Linked DNA regions of Zea mays: all the other regions are linked to region 4. Evidence: chromatin contacts called from public Hi-C data. All regions are on one chromosome and are shown on one strand. The core of a region is the stretch at or near the end of the contact, and the rest is flanking DNA. Distances in the headings are between cores, read along the strand shown. Region 1 holds the start of LOC100383763 (Tetratricopeptide repeat (TPR)-like superfamily protein). Region 2 holds the start of LOC100280497. Region 3 holds the start of LOC100304284. Region 4 holds the start of LOC100284198.

Region 1 (5,507 bases), core at 2,481-4,980, 370 kb after region 4:
CCTAGGTGTAACAGGATTTATGGAAGTCCTTTAAGGTATTATTTTATCATTAATTCCTCTTGCATTATCAATTACTAAAATATACTTTATTACTAAAAGACATGTGAACTAAACATATTGATGCATCTTTTGTGCATTAAACATACATATATTTTTACTAATTGATCACCAAAGTTTACAGTTTGACTTTTCTGAATCCTAACACACCCTATACTTTTAGTGAGAGAAGCAAATTGTCATACTAGTTATGAAATAATACCTTGACAAACACATGAGTAGCACGAGCCAGGGCATTGTTTGCTAGGTCTAGACTCCTTTTATCCTCCATACATTGCACATAGCGGATCCAGAATTCTGAATAACTAGCACATGCAATCACACACCTTTCATACAATTTTATAACCTGAAAACAGTTTAACATAACATCAGAAATCTTGTGTACGAGACAAAATAAAGAGGGTAAATAATGATAGTAAGGATATGGTATTGACAAAAAAAGAGAAGTTCACACAGATTACTCCATTAGCTGATTACGGAGGCCCCTCCATAAGAAAGGAGGGACCATCCTGCTCGATAGATAGATGGTTAAGAAGGTGAGCATTAAGCAAATACCTGCATATATGAGATTAAAAATTCAAAACTGGTATTTGGTATCATATACATGAACCCAGAACGACCACTGCCAAATGAAAGTTTGGAGTACTTAGCCTCATCGAAACCAAACATTATGTCCACGCTCTATCCTCAGTTCAATATCCCATTACAAAGGAAGCTTCGTCCAAATACTAGCCGTTAAAGGATATAGTGGAACCAATAAGACTGGATTGTAAGTTATAGGATTCCAAGCGTTCGATAATAAAAACTAGTAAATAAGGACAAGGGGTTTCTAGAAGTGTAAAAGCATACCTTATTAATGTCTTCTTCCTTCTCGATGTAGTCAAGGTAGTTATGCCAATTTTCAAGCTCTGGATTGTCAAGAGGCTTGACATGAAAATATGGCCTTCTAATAGCTAGCTCAAAACCAATGATCTTAGATTCATACTCTTTAGCCTTCCTGTACATCTCTTCCCTCATGGAGACATACTTTGCAAGGCTTTCTGCGTCTGTTGAAGACGAAATTTCTGGTTGACCAAGCTTATCAACATCATCAGGATGTGCCTCACCATCAGGCGCTTGAGCAGTGGTCTCAGATGTGACAACATACAACGAGGCTTCTTCTGCAGTAAGTATTTCTGATAAACTGTGCTTCGAAGCCAATTCCTTGAGGCTGCGTAAAAATAATGATTAGTAACACAAAAGACAAAATGGTCTAGTGATGCACATACATTACTTTAGTTCACACATGGCAGACACAACTGTTGTTCGTGATATGCTTATTGAACAACTCATCAGACAACAAAGCTATCAACTAGCACAAATAAACAAAAGATAGATAATATTCATATTAACGCAAAAGGGAAAGCTAAAGTTCAAAGATTTGAATAAGAACACATAGAAATATGTGAAAGAACTTACCAATTAAAATACCGATCAAGCTGCTGGATGGGATGCTCCAATACTCTTGTATATATATCAGCTAGATGACTCCAAGCCTCCAGTGACTCTTCATACTTAATATACTCATCCCACAAAATATTGGAATGATAATCTGTTCCAACATATGCCAAGCCACGTTCAAACAGTCTGTAAAAAACCAGAAGGCAGAGAAAGTTACTCCAAAGGTTCAGCAAAGTTTATTGATTCACAACAAAACAAGAGACAAAAACAGAAGTACATCAATGGGACATGCAATGGATGCCTGGGCCTGGCAGATGCAAAGGTAGTAGCTATTTACATCTAGGGATGACAACATTATTCATTAAATGCATATTTCAATAATACTTATATGACCATATATGTAGAGTACTAGAGATTAAAGCATCTTTGATCAAATAAGCATGTTAATGTCACTCATATAAAAGCTTTTGTATGGAGTATGAACTGACATAGGCTCAAAAGAAGTGACTACATCAAGACTGAGTTCACAAAAGGCCAAAAAAATACATTATGTTTAGCCCCTAAAGGTAAGTATAGGATTAACCATTGGCCTGTTGCAACTCAGAGGCATACAACCACTCCAATAACATAGATACATTTTTACATATCCAATCTCAGATAGACTATGCTGCCACACAAAGTGCAGAAGTGGGCATTGAGCTATGATAAGAGCTTAATCAAGAATTTATGTATAATAATATAGATTTCAAATGCCCAGTCATTTCAAATAATCAGAAGACAGACCCTAGGTACAGAAGTTTCATTGGAACAAGCATATTGCGTATGGATTGCTAATTTGCTACCTTCGTATGATATCTGAATCATCATATGTTGAAATTGCAAACTGACAATAGTTATACCAAATGTCCACTGAATAAGTAACTGCGAGAACTGCTCGTTCATACACCTCTATAACTTTACTCACACCATCAAGTCTCGCTTCATGGTCAGCATATTTCTTCCAATACCCAAAGCAAAGAGGGAATTCCGCAAGAAACGAATCATACACTTTCCGTATCTTCAAAATATTGTTCTGGACAAGAATATACAGAAGTATGCATTAGCATTTAGGATAAATATTATCATCGTATCAAGAGTTCTGATTCTTATGACTGGTAATCAGATCGGATTCAAATTAAGTATACTTTATTAGAAACACAAAATAGTGAAGGACACTAAAGGATACAGAAGGGAAAATTAAAGCATTAGATGCATAAACACTTCAAGTTGACTGTAGGCAACAAGAGGAACCATAGTCCACTAGCAGGATAGAGACAGAAGAACAAGGAAGTAACTGATCATATAACAAAAATAAATGCACCATTACAATATGCCCCAAATCAAAGCCATGGGCAAACAATTGCAGATTGACAAATAGCTTATAATTACAAGCTGCTATCGAAATCAGCTCATTTACAGATAGCTAGCTGCACAAAGAACGTTACGAGAATGTTTATATCGGCAAGTAGCTAACCAAACATTACCTCAGCATTTTTCTCTGTTTCCTCAATAAGTGCGGTCCAGGCATTAAAATCTAAGGAATTCGCGGTAACAACACTCCATAACCTAGCCTCTTCTGCTGAAAGCACGGCTGCATAAGAAAGCGGGACGTTAAGAGCAAACAGAAGGTAGGGTACCAGATTAGGCGAGCCTGCAAGCCCAATATTACCTTCTTCGTACGATAGCTCAGGAACCGGCTCGCCCGTCTCGTTGGGGACGGCTTCGCCGTTCTCTGCAGCTCCTGTAGATGGGTAATTACCCATATCGCCGACAGTCCCATTCAACGCCGTGTGCTCGGCCTGGTACGCAGAGGCATCAGCTGCCTGAGCTCCACCGTCGGGGGCCACGGCGCTTCCGCCGGTCACAGCCAAGCTAGGGGGGTTGCCAGTCGCAAAACCAAAAGCCGCAGCACCAGAGTCCGCGCTGCCGACAACCACGCTCTGATCTTGCTCCATTGCGTGAAAATCGCAGGAGCCGTACCCCGGACCAACGTGAATCCCTAAGGCGAACAGACAAAAAGCGGTAGGTGAAATTAACGCGCAAGAGTGGAAGGGGGCGTGTAAAGGTGATAGGGAGAGCAAGGGGGCACGCACCGGAGAGCCGCCAATCAGAGGCAATAGCCGGGGAGTGGGGGCGGGGAAGATCGTGCCGGCGATGAGGTGGTTAGGGTTGCATCGGAAGCGCAGCGGCGTGGATGGAAAGGAGAGGATTGGGGTTGGAGGACTGGAGATGGGTAAAGAGAGCCCGAGGGCCTGCGGCTGGCAAGCCGACGTCGCACGCGAAGGGTTAGCTAGCCCATGGGCTGTGGGCGTTGGACCAAGTTACGCCGCCTAGGTCCAAGTACTAATTTGCTACCTCCGGACGTCAGGACCCTGAATAAGGCCCAATTTAGTTGGATTTCTATAAAAATAGCTTCACCGTTAAAGCCGAAGAATTGGTGGCTTTATAGTGCTCGTGCTGCGTACATTGCTAATTGCTACATTTATATATATACTAGGTGAGTGTCCGTGCGTTGCAACGGGAATATATAATACTATAATAATTTATGTATAAACGTGTGTTATATTGTTATGATAAAAATGTTTCGTAATCCATTTATGATCCTAGTCATATATAAATTTTATTATCTTAATCTAGCTATTTCACCACTACATAGTACAGTGTCCGTTGTTGTCTCTCTTTTCTGGAAAAGCTATTCTATTCTTAGTGCCTTAGCCAATCAAGATCCCGAAGTCTTGCTGCTCGTCCGGCAAGTCAGGGGCATGCTTAACGTGCAACCTTATATGGCTAACAGACACAAACCCATCACATCCTTCATTGTCATCATGAGTCCCGATGTTTGCTGGAAAGATTTCAAGGGTACTCGAGGTTAGACGAGATTCACCAAAACATATGGTACAATGGCAATGTACAGATATCTATACTACCTATTAAGGCTGCAAGGGGTAGGCTGCCCCCTTGCGTTCTGCCTTCAGCCAATCTAAGCCGTCCGTTCGTCGAGCATCACCCTCGCGCCCGCTGCACCGTTCGTTTGCTCGACCGCCCTCCCCTCCCCGCCTCCCTCGCAGCTGCAACCGACACCGCCTCAGTCCTCCTTGGCCACCCACGATGTCGTCCTCCTCGCATCGCCTCACCCCCCTCGCCCTCTGGCCTGGCCGGTGCTCCCTCCCTCTCCGGCTCTCCCTCCGCCCCCCAAGCCAAAATCACCGCGCCCCGCCCCACAGCACCGGTTGCGTGGGAGGAAGGAGAAAGGAAGGAGAGGGGAGGCGGCTGTCGGGCGAGATGAGCGACTCCCAAGCCCAAATCACCGTCCGTCGCCGCGCGAGGTAAGTTCCTGCCCATCGCACTGTGCGTGTTTGCAGAGGAGATCCTCCGCCGTCTCATGGCCCTATTCGGTTCAGACCTAGCTCCCCCCACCGCCCGTCCGTCCTTCCGCACTTGACTGCTCTCAAACCCTAACCCTCGCCGCCGGTCCTTGTCACCCCGTCGTCGTGCCCATTGGCAGGCCTCGGCGACCTCCGTCCGCCGCACGTGGTAAGGCCCCCACCCATCCCAATGTGTCCCCCCCGGTGAGAGGTGGTTCCGGTCGCCCAGCGCGTGATCCTTCTCGGGCTGGGTCCCACGTTCTCCTCAGAGGATGGCATGAGGAAAGTGGGCTCGTGCTCACGAACCATACTTGGCTCCGGGTTTGTGCAGTGTGCTCTTAGCGGCGTCGGTCAGACCATCCGCCTCTCTCCTTCCAGCATCAAGGTAACCTCTCCTTATTTAGTACGTTTGTATCAAGAAAACAGTGTTCCATGTTCCATCACAAATGCAAAGAGGGTTCTCACGGAAACAGGATGCCTCACACCGATGGAGCTGGCTCTTTGCTACATATTAAGCAAAGAGTGTATTTGTGTTGTTACTGCTTGAACAGGCGCGGCGGCACAACCTTCTCCTCGGCCGCGGCACACAGCTGGTCGCGCAGGCCG
Region 2 (5,374 bases), core at 2,371-4,870, 380 kb before region 4:
CCACATATATCAGGGCCCCATGCTTATCAAATGTTGCAGCTGTTGGCGTGAAAGGTGGGGTACCATCCGCAAATTTATTGCGGGGGTTAGGTGCAGGGGGGTTACCATTCTCAGATACAGAAACAGGGAGAACTGTAGTACTTCCAGTATTCAAATCAACAAGAAGAGGTGCAGAAGATAGAGGGCATGCCAAACAAATAGATGGAGTTGGAGAACCAGGTTGAAGGCTGGCACGTAATGGAGTCTGCTGAAGAGTAATACGTGCAATTTTTTCCCCAGTTGGCACATCCCAAAGTGTCAATGACTTGTCAGTAGCAGAGGCAAGCAAACGGTGGCCATACCTGGACCAGGACACACTTGTTATAGGTGCGGTGCTATCTTTATCACGAAATTCTTTTGCAAGCCCCCTTGTTTCAAAGTCCCATATAATACAGCTACCATTTGAGCATCCAGCTGCAAATATATAACAGGCACTGTTATTGACCACTGGAAACAATTTCACAGCTGAAAGATACTCTACGCCATCCAAACTTTGGATTCCAAAGATTTATTGGCGCATTTCATAAAAAATAATTTTGACATCCATATATATCACGTGTTTTTTATAGGCATACAGAACTAGCTTCATATGGAACTTAGATTATAAAGTAAACAAAGTTCCCCGCTTGACAAGTGTACACAGCATTCCCTTTCCAATAACACCACTCTGTATCATTGTACCGCAACAGCAAGAAAACTATCCAAGGTTAGATAAGGATGCAGGATATCATAAAATCATGTTGTTGTGACTGGTGAGTCATATAGAAAATTAAGGGAACATACAAAATACAATGTGGCTTGCTAATTTAACACAAATTCTTGACTCCCCTTCTGACATTTATCAGCAAAATCCAATGTCCAGGATTCTGTATCCCCCATACACACTATTCTATTTTGGCGCACATAATACAGCCTAGGGTAATTGTGCTATGAGGAAAGTATTAATAAGATGTTAAAAGAAACAGAGCTCATCCTGGATTAAATGTCTACAGATTGTAGATTAACAAATGGAAGTGCAAATGTTTCACGTGGACAGGAAAACAAAATGATGGTGATCTTTTCATGCATAGTATAAAGATCAGTGGAGCCACTAATTGTATTAGGAGGCAGATGACCCCACAGGCACTGTCAGTAACACAGACTGATTGTGCAACCAGCGATGACAAATGACGGAAACGGAAATCATTTTGCCAGAGTAGAAGAAATTGTAATCCTTGTTAACCAAAACAAAATCCAACAAGTAAAAACCAACTCTAGTCAAGAACCATAAAAGAAATTCAGCAAGTTTTATATGAACTGGGCTCAGAAGATAGTTACAGAAAAGAGTCACTTCAAATTTAATTGTAGAGAAACAATCAAAACAAGCTCCGATAATTACCAGCAAGAAGTGTTCCTTTGCGGTTAAACGCGATACATTTCATAGTACCGTGATGCAAGTACTCTTCGATTGTCTCAGGAAATTCCCCCTGATATGGATCTGCAAGAATACAGAGAGAGCACTTCAACATTTCAAAATAATTTTCCATGTTTTTTCTTGACATAGAAATCTAAGAACACAATACATGCTAAAGTATTTCACATATAGCAGGAATGGCTTAACTTCCTTTGTCTGATAAGTGATAAAACAAGGGGACATCAAAAGATCATGCCGATTAGAAACATAATATTCTGTGACACTTTCTACCCAATAATGGTCTTCCCCATTGCAGTGTTTGACATATTTCGATCTGTAGCATGTATGCATCTCTGGTGCACACTGCCGCACCCCAACCCGCATGCACAGGAAGCCTCTGTGCTTCAGCCCACCTCTAGTCAAAACCACGGCACAACAGCTCCTCCACCCAAAGCTGTCACAAACTCACAATGCAGCTCAGATGTACTCAATGCCAAAGCCGGGTGCCTCAGTTCAGATCTACTCAACGCCAAAGGCAGCATCAAGAGATGATTCTGGAGCTCAGATAGCTCAAATCAGAAGGATCTCTTCATGCCCAAATCGCAACCCTCCCACCCACACACACACAAAACTAACTGTACAAAATAAAGCTCCACCTCACCCAAATCACCTTTATGATGTAGATCTGGGCGGAATTGAACTCCCAATCCAAAATAGAGCAACAAGCTATCAAATAGCACATTGAGTACTCTGCCACCAAGCATGCAAATCTCAGCAACAGCTGAGGCTGAATCGGATTTGAGAAACAACACAGATTTGGTATGGTCGAACGAATCCAAGGCCAGATGGATCTGCACTTCGGGTGGCATAGGAGGTGAGGGGCAGTGACAAGAAGAGACTTGGACAAGAGAGCGCCGTGAAGCAGGCATGAGCGAAGACAAACCTAGTTTAGGGTCAGCTTGAGGTGACCATAGCATGTTGGAGCATCCATCGGAGAGAGCCAGGGTGGAGGAAGAACTCATTCCACTATCAATCGAAAGGAAACGGTAGGATGACAGTGGCGAGGCTGGGTTTATAGAAAAGGTAACTGACTGGCATATTTCTAAATGGCCCAAAATCTCGGCGGTATTAAAGTGAACAAAGACAGTATGAAGGTATATTTCTAAAATTGCGATCTTTTGATGCCACAGATCAAATTTTCCCTAAATATGATATTTCAGATAATATATGGACATTAGTAAATACTAGAAGAATATCCTAAACAGTGATATGGACACTCAAAATGACAATGAATACCTTGAAACCTATCACCAAAATTTAAAATTTCATTAGACGACAAAACAGATGGCAAAATGCATTGATTCCGCCAGAATTTTTTTGACTACCAATTCCTACCCTACAACCAACCTTGCTAACTAAACTCGGCGGCCGGGGAGGGAAAGACCGCCCTCCCGGTATTATATTAAGAACCCTGCCCCATCACTAACGGGCCGATCAACTACCCACTGTGCAACGGCCCAGCCACAGGGTGGTGCGCAGGATATCGATCCGCGAGAGCAGGCGGGCGGCAGCAAGAGGATTTTTTTAACCAAGCTCGAAATTCGCCCCCGAGGGGATCGAACCCAAGACCTGGAGATGCTACTCGAAAGCCTTAACCATTACGTTAGAGGCCCTTAACGAGAACAAAATTTTCGCATGCACATCAAGCAAACTAAAAAAAAGTAATCTAAAACCCTGTTTTCAACCCTAGACAACACTTCATTTCGGTGCCACTAGAACACCCAAATGAACTACATCAATCGACATAAACAAATAACCAATCATATTACCAGCCAACCACAAACATTATAGAGCAAAAACATGGGGTTAACTTCAGATATAACACCCAAAGTTTCAGCCCACAGATCGCCTAAAACAGAAGAACTCTACTTTCGTCATGCCTCCCGCCCCCTCTAAACCCCTAAATTACCAAATATGTGAAAGAAAAACACACTAACCGCAACACGGCCACCAGATTTCTCCGGAATTCTACCCGATAGACACGTTTTCCAACCCCGAACGACGAAAATCCACACGAATCGCATCGAGAACTCACCGACTACAGGGACGTTCATCGCGCCACTGACGCCTCGGCGCGAAGCTACCCTCGCAGATGGGAGTCGACAGTGGCGGAGGAAGATTCTCTTTTTGGTATGGCTCCTTCTGCTACCTCAGTCTCGTCGGCAGGCCTCCTCCGACCTGAGCGCCGCGCCGTTCAAGATCAGCAGCAGGAACCGGAAGCTGTTCTTCCTCAGCCCAGTGCGGCACGCCCACTGCGGGGGCGGACACCGGACACCGGAGGCTGAGGCCGGATGCGGAGGTGGCCAGGTGGGCGGAGAGCAGAGGCCGCCGCCGGCGGGCGGAGGCCGGAAGCCGGTGGCTGGTGGGCGGGCTGGCGGAGGCTGGAATCGGACTGCGTTCAGGGGGCCGCGACGGTGCCGGAGGCGGAGGACGGAGGTCGGGACGGGCGGACGCAGGTGGCCGCGGCGGTGAGGGGGTGAGGGCTGCCTGGGGTGGAGTTGCGGAGAAAGGGCGAGGCACTTGGGCCAGATGGATAGTTGGGCCGTATTGTTAGTTTTTTTTAATTTGGTATGGCTCGGTTACGGCTCCAGCCCTCCTTATCTCACTCTTTATTTTAAACTTCACTCTATAAACATTATAATCTATAGTACAAAACAGTACTTTACAAATTCGTTTACACGGCCCTCTCAAGATGGCCTAACAGGCACCGGTCCAATCCGTTCGAAAAAATCTGACCCAATTCGACCCGGTCAGTGCCACGGGCGGATGCGGCCATGCGGGCCAAAAGTTTAACTCGTCAAAAAATCCAGGTTGGGCTCGGGCCACGATGATAGCCTACATGCAGCATGTCGACCCAATAAAATAATAAAAAACTGTAACTTTGTCTCATCCTCTGTCCAAAAATATACTTCCATAGTCTATGAGCCGAACTTTGCCTCGACATACGTAAGTTCATCTTCATCTTTAACAAACACAAAATGAGTGGAGAAAATGAGTTGTGGGCCGAACACCTCTCGTTAGTCATAGGTCGTCCGCTCAGGTCTGCTGTCAGGCACAACTCAAATCTACTTACGGTCCAGCCACCGGGTTGATCCGTGGGCATCGGGTCAAGTCATGGGTGGGCTCGGGCCAAGATATTAGAGTATAGGTCGGTGCCACGGGCGGGCTCGGGCCAACTAGATTTCTACCGGATTTTTGGCCCGATCCGAACCCGAACTGGTCCAAAAAATGTCCAGATCTACTCTAGGGTCGAAGAATGAGACGAGCAAGGAAACTCTGTTGGCTGATCCCAATAGAACATGTAAAAAGAGATGCATATGTGCTTTTCCTTAGCTTCCAACATGTAATACATACACACGATGCATTTTACGTGTCCTGACCAAGGAGAGCAAAAATTGCATTACCCCCTCTCCTCAATGCATCCCACACAGCTGCAGACCGAAGCCACGTGTGCGCTGTTTATAACCATTTAACGCGGTGCTTTTTTTCCTGATACATGTCCATATGCATCTCTCGGTTGTATGCGCTTTCATTTTATATTGCCACGCAACACTATAGCAAGATGTATTTGGGCTATTTGCCTCCTGGTTTTACTTATCCGTGTCGGGGTCGGTCTTAAAGCCATAACGAAACCTGGCGACGAGTAGAAGGGGGCGATAAGCTACAAGAGAAGAACACATTTGAAGCAAAAGTGCAAATTTAGGCAAAACTGCAAAGAGACGACGTGCGCGGTTGTCGGGATGATCACCTGCCTCATCGGGTGGGAGATCTTAGCGTGCCATCGGGTCAAAGCGGATGTCGAGTACACGTGGATGTCTGACCATCCTTCCTGTGTTAGTGCATGATTTGTAAATGCCCACAATTTATATATATCACATATGT
Region 3 (5,330 bases), core at 2,801-5,300, 260 kb before region 4:
CATGCTGCTAAGGGTGGGGCTGGCGCTGCAAGAGCTGTCGCAGAATCTCATTCTGCTGGGCCATCAGCTCCTGCACTGTGGGAGCTGGAGGAGGTGGCGGGGGAACCTGCTCGTTATGCCCGCGACGCTGCCTAGCTGCCATCTGAAAACAGAGATTGTCGCAGAATCTTAATTAATATATGCCTAAATTACTATTATTAGAATGGAATTCAATTCCAATGATCCAAACGGGGCGTGACATAAATCATATAATACGGTGCTCATGGTAAAGTTACGACAAATCTCATAGGCAATAGTTTTAATCAAAATGAAGTGAATACACATATCAAATTTGTAAGAAAGAATTCCAGTTGTGAGTTATTTAATGAGAAATTGCGGATGCACAAAATGAATATAAACAAGATATTGGTGGACACCACACCTGTTTACATGTAAACATCAAATCAATTATGAATGCAACCTCACTTATTCTTTAGTATAATTATCAGTTATCAGGCTCATCTAAAATAATAGGATTTAGCACTGTCAATTCAAAATAGAAGTGACGACAGAAAGCAGCAGATGGGAGCCAATTGTTTATTAATAAAATGGGATCCGGATGTTAATAAACACGTTCTTTGAAAGATGAAACAAACAATTTACTGAATAATTACAAAATAGTGAAGAACAAAAGTTGGATATCATAAGAAGTTGATATTGAATGTGGTGTGCCACAGAAATTGGTGCATATGCAAAATCTAAAAATGGAGTTCAGCCATTCTGCCTCATCCATGAGGATGGACTCCCATGGCACCACGATCAGTGATAGCAACTCCTTTTCTCTTCTATCAAATTTGTCAGTGTCTTGAAGTGCTTCGAATTCACGATTCTCACATGAACATACAACAGCGGTATTACAGCTGTTGGAGCTGCAAACCAAAAAATCATAGCCCTATGAACTCAGTGTTCAACATCCATTCACAAACATCACAACAGTACAAAAAGGCAAAAAGTCTAAAGCAACCAATACCAGCAGTACACTCTAGTTTTATGTTCTACCAGCAAGCCATGGGAATCATATTTCTACTAGCAGTTCACATTTAGATTGAATGAAATTCATGTAGATCACCGAGGATTAGATATCAAAATTTGTGAATAAAAAATATTAGAGCATTGGCTATGCACCCGAACAAGATCGCTAACAAATTAATTAGTATAGATGATGCACCATGCTTATAGCAACCCTAAATGTGTGATGATCCTTTATGAGCACCTATGACTCACATAGCGCTCACCTAAATTTCATCAACTTCATTGTTTGTCCATATTTACAGCAGGACGCAACTCATGCGTCCTACCAAGAATTAGGACATTGTATAATCCATATAAAATATAATATGTTATCCATCACATTATGTTTCTGTAAATATATAGCTGTATCAGCAATAAGGCTACCATCATATTTCCAAGTTAAAGCTGTAAATAAAGAATGAAGGAATGTATCCTGCTAGGTTCTTACTGAATGTCATCCCATTTTGAGCACTTACAAATCATTTAATAATCAACTAAATTCCATCAACCTTATTCTTTGTCCATATTTATAGAAAGATACAACACATGAAGCCTGCCAAGAATTAGGAGATTAAGTTAAGACTTCAGAACACACAGAGGTACATATTTACTATTTGCAGGCTACAATTGTAGAATAGGTTTGACAGGTTAATTAATCCATAGTTCCACACTCCAGTTCATTTTAGCACTTCCAGAAAGGACTCGTCTCAAGGATACATATAGGGCTGGAAAATAAGCTCGAGGCTCGCGAGCCGGCTCGAGCTCGGAGCGGCTCGTGAGCCTCGAACGAGCCGAGCCGAGCCCCTTCTTCGAGCTCGTTTTTTGCAGCGAGCCGAGCCGAGCCGGCTCGCGAGCCTTGCAAAAATGATCAATTTATGGAATAATAATGAATATTAGATAATTTTATGGATAATAGCTCATTTTTTAGTCTCTGATGATGAATATATTACACTTTATAATTTAAATTACTCATAATGTTGAATGATGATTCTATATTTTAAATTTATATAATGTTAATTTAGCAAATAATGCAACGATAAATACCAGAATATGGCTCGCGAGCCGAGTCGAGCCAACTCGCGAGCCAAGGTCGAGCCGAGCCGAGCCACTTTCGCCAGCTCGTGGAATGGGCGAGCCGAGCCGAGCTCGTTCAGGCACCAAGCCGCACCGAGCCGAGCGAGCTCGGCTCGGCTCGTTTCCAGCCCTAGATACATATATTTTTGTAATACTACAAAGCAAACCTATTTTCTCTATTCATTACCAATCCATATACAGCAAGAAACAACTCATACATACAGCCTATCATAGTCTTCTACATAAACTCTAGGTCAGCTAAAACAATTAGTATATTTGTTTATGCACATTTGAATATAACGCCTGACATGTGGTATCAAATAAAAAGGATAGTTTCATAGAATGTCAAAGAGCCACTCCAAAGATATTCTTTTAGATAAAAATCCCTCTTGTAAAGGAAAACAAGCTTTAGCTTAAAATAACCATTTAACCCATCGATCCATGGATTGAAAACTATAATAGTGTCAGATGCTGGACTAAATCCAACTAGCAAAAAAGGCTGCAGAAACATACCACTGCAAAAGGAATGGTTTGAATATGTATTTCAAGGTTCAGCGATATTTTTTAAAATTAAGACCTCTGCATGATGTTAGTCATCAAACAGTAAGCAGTGTACATTTAATACTTGGTAAAATCTAAAATGGGAGCTACAAAAACATACCAGAGCCGAAAAAAGTATGATGTTTGTTGTCTTTCGCGATACAGTTACCTGGCATGTTTGTTGTCTTTCAGTTCAGTTTGGTGTCTTTCAATCAGTTTGATGAGGCTGATAACTAACAAAATAGATGTCTTTCAGTTCAGTTTGTATACTGTGATGTCCACTCAAAACCTTCAAACATTTCCCTATATTACAGTCAATTAATTTCACAGTATGGTCACCTCACCACTAACAAAATAAATGTCTTTCAGTTCAGTTTGTATACAATGATCTTGTGGACGCAAGTGTTTTTCCATCTGGACTGAAAGCATTAGCAATAGTTGACCTAGGAGGTGGCAAAAGAGGGCAAAACTTGGCAAGCCAACGATGCAGGGACTGTGATTCTGCCTTGTATGTACATAGTGAGGTTTAAACGAATCAACCAAAAAAAAAGAAAGATGTGAACACTCAGATGAGAGTGTGTTGCACTTCTGTTAGTTGATGCGCATTGTTTTTTTGTGCAGGAATATTGGAGATGTGCCTTCAACAATCTACGCTCGATTGTCTCCAGATGAGCAACTCACTGCAGAAACAAGATCCACCTCTTGACATCTGAAAGAAACGGTTCGAACACATACGGCAAGAACAATGAGTCGACGATCCGCAAACAGCAGATGCAGACGAATCTGCAAATGGAGGGTGGACGAACGAACGTACCGCGGAGGCGGACGCCAGCGAGATTGAGGTGGTTGACGCGACCGGGACGCCAGCGAGGGGGCCCCGGCCACCGTCGCGGCGGGGCGCCAGGAGCGCTCCTGCACCACGAGCGCGCATATCTGAGAAGGGAGTACTACGGCTGGCTTCGTCCGCGAACCGAGTCGTCGTCCTGGTCGAGGCGTTCCCAGGAAGTCAGCGGCGAGCTCCGCCATGAGCGCGCGCACCTCGGTGCGGCTCAGGTTCGTCGTGCCCACCGGCCCCGACTCCTGGAACGTGTACCCAGGGCAGCGCCACGGCACCACTTCGAAGATCCTGCTGCTAGTAGTGGTAGCGACGGTGGTGCTAGCGGTGGCGGTGGTTTGAGCGGAGGATTTCTTGAGCCGCTTGAGGCGACGAGGTAGGGAAGCAGCGGGGGACGCGGGCAGGGCGAGCACCCGGCGGGATCTGATTTGCGGGGAGGATCCGAGGGGGAGGGGGATCGGTGGATCTGCGCGACGACCGGGAGGTGGGGAGTCCCTCGACACTCGACACCAAATACCCGGACCGCGAACGGCCGCCCGCTTCGTGGTCGCGCAAAATGCCGCCGAAACCCGCGCCCCGGCTCTTCCAGTACATCTCCAACAAGTCGCGCAAACCGCCGCCGCCACCAGCCGCCAGATCCGCTGCGCCCGGCAGCCACGACGGCACCGCGTCCGATGCCGACGTCGGTGAGGTGTACCGCATCGTCACGTCCGCGGCCACGCCGTCCGCGATGGAGTCCGCGCTCGCGGCGTCCGCCGTCTCGCTCTCGTCCCCGCTCCTCGACGCCGTCATGCGCCGCTTCCGCTTCGCGCACGGGGACCCGCTCCGCGCGCTATCGCTCCTCTCCCTCGCCGCCGACCGTGGCGGCATCGCGCCGTCGCCTTACGCCATCGACACCGCGCTCTACGTGCTCGGCCGGGCCCGCCGCTTCCCGCACATGTGGAACCTCGTCGCGAACACGCGCCGCATATGTCCGGACGCCCTCACCCCGCGCACCGCCATGATCGTCCTCGGCCGCGTCGCCAAGGTCTGCTCCGTCCGTGAGACAGTCGCCTCCTTCCGCTGCCTCGCGCGACTTTTCCACACCGTCGACCCGGCCGTACTCTTCAACGCGCTGCTCCGCACGCTCTGCCAGGAGAAGAGCATGTCCGACGCGCGCAACGTCTTCCACGCGCTCAAGTACGAGTTCCGAGTGAACCGCCACACCTTCAACATCCTCCTCTCTGGCTGGAAGTCGGCCGAGGACGCCGAGGCGTTCGTCACCGAAATGCGGGAGCTCGGGGTGGAGCCTGACCTGGTGACCTACAACAGCTTGATCGACTGCCACTGCAAGAACCGGGACGTGCAGAAGGCCTACAAGCTGCTCGACGAAATGCGGCACAAAGACATTTCCCCTGATATTATCACTTACACAAGCTTGATTGGCGGACTGGGGTTGATTGGCCAACCCGACAAGGCAAAAGATTTGCTCAAGGAGATGTATGAGCTAGGGTGCTACCCAGATGTCCCTGCATACAATGCAGCAATAAGGAATTTTGTTATAGCGAAGAGGCTTGGAGATGCATTCGCACTGATGGATCAAATGGTCTCAAAGGGACTGATGCCAAATCCCACAACTTATAACCTTTTCTTCAGGTGCTATTACTGGGCTTTCGACATTGGCAGCGCATGGCGGTTATATGAGCGTATGCGGTCTGAAGGATGTTACCCAAACACACAGTCTTGCATGTTCATTATCAGGTTGTGCCACCGGTATGGGAAGGTGGCACTGGCACTTGAGCTATGGAGCGATATGGTCAGCAGCAGCTTTGGATCATTAACGCTGGTATCA
Region 4 (4,751 bases), core at 1,453-3,952:
TTACTCATTTACCTTTGACTATTTTGCAAAAGACATTGAAAAGAATTGCAAAACAAAACATGTGGTGCAAGCATGGTCCAAAATTTTAAATTAGAAGAAAGCCATCCATGCATATCTAGTAGAAATAAGTATTGGTTTCATTCCAAGCAACCTTTGTACTTACATTATGCAAACTAGTTCAATTCTGCACTTTTATATTTGCTTTGGTTTGTGTTGGCATCAATCACCAAAAAGGGAGAGATTGAAAGGGAAATAGGCTTACACCTTTTCCTAATTGATTTTGGTGGTTGAATTGCCCAACACAAATAATTGGACTAACTAGTTTGCTCTAGACTATAAGTTTTACAGGTGCCAAAGGTTCACAATAAACCAATAAAAAGACCAAGAAAGGGTTCAAACAAAGAGAGCAAAAGACAACCGAAGTGTGCCCTGGTCTGGCACATCGGACTGTCCGGTGCACCACCGGACAGTGTCCGACTGTCCGGTGCACCAGGGAACTCAACTCCGAACTGCTCACCTTCGGAAATTCTAGGAGCCGCTCCGCTATAATTCACCGTACTGTCCGGTGTAGCACCGGACTGTCCGGTGTGCTAGCGGAGCAACGACTACTTCGCGCCAGCGGTCGTCTGCAGAAGACATTAAATGCGCTACAGTGCGCGCAGGAGTCAGAGCACGCGCAGAAGGCGCACCGGACAGTCTACAGGACCTATCCGGTGCACCACCGAACTGTCTGGTGCCCCAGATGTCAGAAGCTCCAACGGTCAGAATCCAACGGCCGGGTGACGTGGCTGGCGCACTGGATAGTGTCTGTTGGCACACCGGTCTGTCCGGTGCGCCATGCGACAGAAGCCCTCACCAACGGTTCTTTTGGTGGTTGGGGCTGTAAATACCCCCAACCACCACACTTCAAGGATCCAAGTTTTCAGCCTTCAAACACCTTACAAGAGCTATAGCATTCAATACAAAGACACAACCAAAGAGATCAAATCCTCTCCCAAGTCCAAAGATCATTCCAAACAAATAGTGACTCGTGAGAGAGACTTGTGTTCATTTGAGCTCTTGCGCTTGGATTGCTTTTCTTCTTCCTTCTTTCTTGTGTTCAACTCAATTGTAACCAAGACAAGAGACACCAATTGTGTGGTGGTCCTTGTGGGGACTTAGTGTCCCGTTTGATTGAGAAGAAAAGCTCACTCAGTCTAAGGGACCGTTTGAGAGAGGGAAATGGTTGAAAGAGAACCGGTCTTTATGACCACCTCAACGGGGAGTAGGTTTGCAAGAACCGAACCTCGGTAAAACAAATCACCGTGTTATCGTTCTTATTCGCTTGTGATTTGTTTTCACCCTCTCTTTCGGACTCGCATTTAATTCTAACGCTAACCTGACTTGTAGTTGTGCTTAAAGTTTGTAAAATTCAGATTCGCCCTATTCACCCCCTCTAGGCGACTTTCAATATGTCATATGTGAGAAGTTGCTAAATGATAGTAGGGAGTAAACAAAATATGTTTTCTAGTAGTTCTCTATTTTTAGCTGCCAAATATTTTAAAAATATGCCAGCTATAAACTCATCTCGCTCTCACGTTCTAGAAAGTTTTATGTTCTTTCCATTAAACATGATATTGTTTTTGAAATGTTTCTAAAATTTGTGTACAAAACAGACGCAAAATCATTCATAGATTCCAAACAAGACCTAAATTGCAAACTATAGAAATAAAAAAATATAACATACAACAAAATTCTTCCACATAGTAGCCCGAAGTTTATTAATAAAAAATAAAAGAGAATAAAAACAGAACACATAGAACACTAATTTCGCACGAAAAATGCTTTGAGGAGTCAATCTCGAGTTGCCAAATGTAGAGACAAGAAAGGATAAAATAATAACTTCTTAAATTTAGCAACATCGTTTAGGGTACATTAGTCCTTAAACTAACATTTATGAACCTTTTTACATGATAGTTAGAGATGCTATTAGTCACCGTGTTTGGTAATTTAGGGACCAAACATGCCCTTAGTCATTTAATCATTTTGTTTTAGCTCATAGGTGTTGTTTGGCTCAGACATTGTTACGAGAATGGCAATGGAATCTCTTGTCGACGGTAATGGTTGTTAGCTATAATTAGATTGGATATTAGTACTTAATACTGATATCGATATCTATTAGCCCTATAATCCGTTCGTTACATTTTAGGTTTCACTGGACCAAACACCCTCTTAGGGTTTTTCCATAAGAATAAAAGAGAGTGAAAGAAAAATATAAGAGCTAATTTAGGAACTTTATTTTTTTAGTTGAATTTCTATTTTCTTAAAGAAAAATAATTGAATTCTCTTGGAAAAATCGATTTTTAGGGAAAATGGGGTTCTTAAACTAGCTCTAAGGTCTAGTATAGGAACACTGAATTTCTATATTCACAAAGAAAATTAATTCATTTTTACTTAGAAAGATAGTAATCCTTTTTTAAATGCGCAATTGGATCTATACCATTAAAAGATCCAAACTTTAGATATATACCATGGACCCCACATGTCATTGACTCATGTGGACCCACATGTAAGTGAGATAGTAATGGTATGGATCCAAGGTGGTGATCTTTTAATGGTATGGATCCAAATTTCCCTTTTTTTAAATAGAATTCCCAAAATAGCTGTAATAAAACAGAAATTTCCAAAGAAAAAACGGTCGAGGAGTCCCGATGCGGCTCTTTCTGAATTCTGACGCCGTCGATGCATAACCTCCTCGTGCGTTGTTTGTCTCTCTACTTCTCTAGTCTAGCCCCTCTGTCGCTCTCAGACGACGGGTGCGCCGCCGCCGCCGCCCTAAGCCAGGTGCTGACTGCTGAGGCTTTCTTTGGTCTCTTCGCCGGCGACGACACCCGCCAGGTACTCCCACCCGTTCTTTTCCCTTCCCTTCATCCTGTTCGAAGCTGAGCACCGAAACCCTAACCTAAAGCTATTTAGCTATTTGACAACCCTCCTAACTTCGAAGTTTTTTTTGTTGTTGCAAAAATCACCCATATTCCTTTACTGGATCTGCCCCTGCTAGTATCCACGGTGTCATTGCAAGACAAGATGGTTTCCTTCGAGATGAATGACCTCAAGAGTATGGACTTGTCACCACTCTTTTTTTAATTGTCTTCCCAATTTTTGTTCCATTTGTTTCTGATAGGAGCATAGATAGTTTGTGCTAGGCATGAATGTGTATTGATTTGCTTGACGTCCTTTGTTTCTGCCTCATAATTCAGAACTTAACAAGTTAGCATGTTTGCAAATTGTCTTGTGATGAATGTGACAAAGTCACCCTCAGGGATGCTACTTTGTTTTGAAGGTTTGCATGTCTTTAACTGATATTTGATGATTTTTCAATCATATAAACTGTGACATGCACCTCATATCATGTAAAAACAGTAGTTTTAATGTGTTGATCCATCAGGGTAATATCATGTGTGGAACGTGCTGTATAATTTAACCTGCATTTTTTTGTCTAAATGTGTTAGTGTTACAATTGACCATGAGTGGCAGCATATATCATGTACTGTGTGCCTGTGGTCTACAATATGCCAATATCACTTGAGTGGTAGTTTTAGTGTTATAAGTGTGTACAATGCAAGAGAGGCAACTTGCTAATTCTTTTTTTTCCCTTCAAGGGTGGGCTGGGGGTGTTATTAGAAAGAACAAGTATATGGGTCTGTTCATCCTCGATAGCATGTGTGATATTCTAGCAGTTTGTTACTGTGTCTGATCTCAACTGAGTTTGTCCAATCTGTGGAAATATTGGCTCAAGTGCACCAACTGGATAAAGCTTTCAGGCAAACCAAAGATATTAAAGTTCAAGATGTCTGCTGGTTAGGCCGACACAATTGCCATACTACACAAATACTAACTGCAGTGCTGAGCTGCTGTCTGACTGCTGAATCCTCTGAAAGATGCTTGGATTTAGTTGAAACAGGCCTAAGATGTTTATGCTAGTTTTTAATTGACTACTGTAAGAAACATCTACTCAGCCATTAGCTAAGAGCAACTCCAAGAACCTCTCTGTATTTTTCCTCATTGATAGGAATGGAGATTTTGGGTGAAAAAATGTCCTCCAACAAGTTCTTTAATTAGATATATAAATATTGCCATCATCTATTCTGGATTTCTCGCTAGCTAAAGATGGAGAGTGAGATTGGCTCTCTAGAGTGCACACAAGATCTACAAAATCTGCTGGAGGGTGGTAAGATAGAGAGCAATTTTTATTCAAATGGCTCTCCAAATGATGATTTAGAGTGAATTTAGGAAAGACTTTTGGAGATGCTCTATGCTCGGTCAACTTCCACTTTGAAACCTTGTTCTGTCTGGGTTTTGATGCAAATTTTCAGCGATTCTCAGTAGATTCATCGAGCTTAAAGTACCACCTTTGGGTGGTTTGACTGTGTTGAAAAGATAATGTTCAATGATCAAAGTGTGACGAAAAAAATCTGCCGTGCAAAATCTTTTGTATGAAGTTGCAAAAACATATTCGCTGGTTTAGATATTACAGTCTATTTTTTTCAACTCATTGATATGTGCGGTCTGAATTTCATCTTGCACAGAGATTGGGCTTGGCCTGACAGGCTTTGGAATATTCTTCTCATTTCTGGGAATTGTTTTCTTCTTTGACAAGGGGCTCATCGCAATGGGCAATGTAATTGATCTTCCATTTTGTAACTTGCTTTTGAATCTTTTGAGGATCTAAGTTAACTCACTGTGCATATGGTTCACCTTTTTCTCTTGAT

What was found. A called contact is a pair of places that touch in the nucleus more often than the background predicts.
Region 1: a Hi-C map of leaf shows a contact between it and region 4, with 6 times the contacts expected there. The contact joins the promoter of LOC100383763 here to the promoter of LOC100284198 in region 4. A contact is called at or near these places in 3 of 25 Hi-C or Micro-C datasets (ear, leaf and tassel).
Region 2: a contact with region 4 is called in a Hi-C map of ear, with 2.9 times the contacts expected there. The contact joins the promoter of LOC100280497 here to the promoter of LOC100284198 in region 4. A contact is called at or near these places in 3 of 25 Hi-C or Micro-C datasets (ear, endosperm and leaf).
Region 3: a Hi-C map of bundle sheath shows a contact between it and region 4, with 2.5 times the contacts expected there. The contact joins the promoter of LOC100304284 here to the promoter of LOC100284198 in region 4. A contact is called at or near these places in 3 of 25 Hi-C or Micro-C datasets (bundle sheath, ear and leaf) and 1 of 3 datasets of contacts at active chromatin or transcription factors (leaf).

What each region holds. Positions count from the first base shown.
Region 1 is chr1:20,779,943-20,785,449 of Zm-B73-REFERENCE-NAM-5.0, reverse strand. LOC100383763 (Tetratricopeptide repeat (TPR)-like superfamily protein) reads right to left here and starts at 3,730. Exons shown (of 14, transcript NM_001362135.1): 1 at 3,630-3,730; 2 at 3,206-3,535; 3 at 3,021-3,127; 4 at 2,340-2,569; 5 at 1,516-1,683; 6 at 907-1,267; 7 at 260-403. The coding sequence starts at 3,491.
Region 2 is chr1:21,530,048-21,535,421 of Zm-B73-REFERENCE-NAM-5.0, reverse strand. LOC100280497 reads right to left here and starts at 3,620. Exons shown (of 5, transcript NM_001153417.1): 1 at 3,528-3,620; 2 at 1,418-1,516; 3 at 1-453. The coding sequence starts at 3,546.
Region 3 is chr1:21,402,810-21,408,139 of Zm-B73-REFERENCE-NAM-5.0, reverse strand. LOC100304284 reads left to right here and starts at 4,050. Exons shown (of 1, transcript NM_001165726.1): 1 at 4,050-5,330. The coding sequence starts at 4,056. LOC100194387 (a long non-coding RNA gene) reads right to left here and starts at 3,632. Exons shown (of 2, transcript NR_147028.1): 1 at 3,479-3,632; 2 at 3,131-3,373. It overlaps LOC111590753 (small nucleolar RNA snoR103), which reads right to left and starts at 1,332; the gene lies at 1,226-1,332.
Region 4 is chr1:21,145,710-21,150,460 of Zm-B73-REFERENCE-NAM-5.0, reverse strand. It overlaps LOC100284198, which reads left to right and starts at 2,702. Exons shown (of 7, transcript NM_001157093.2): 1 at 2,702-2,877; 2 at 3,041-3,097; 3 at 4,569-4,660. The coding sequence starts at 3,067.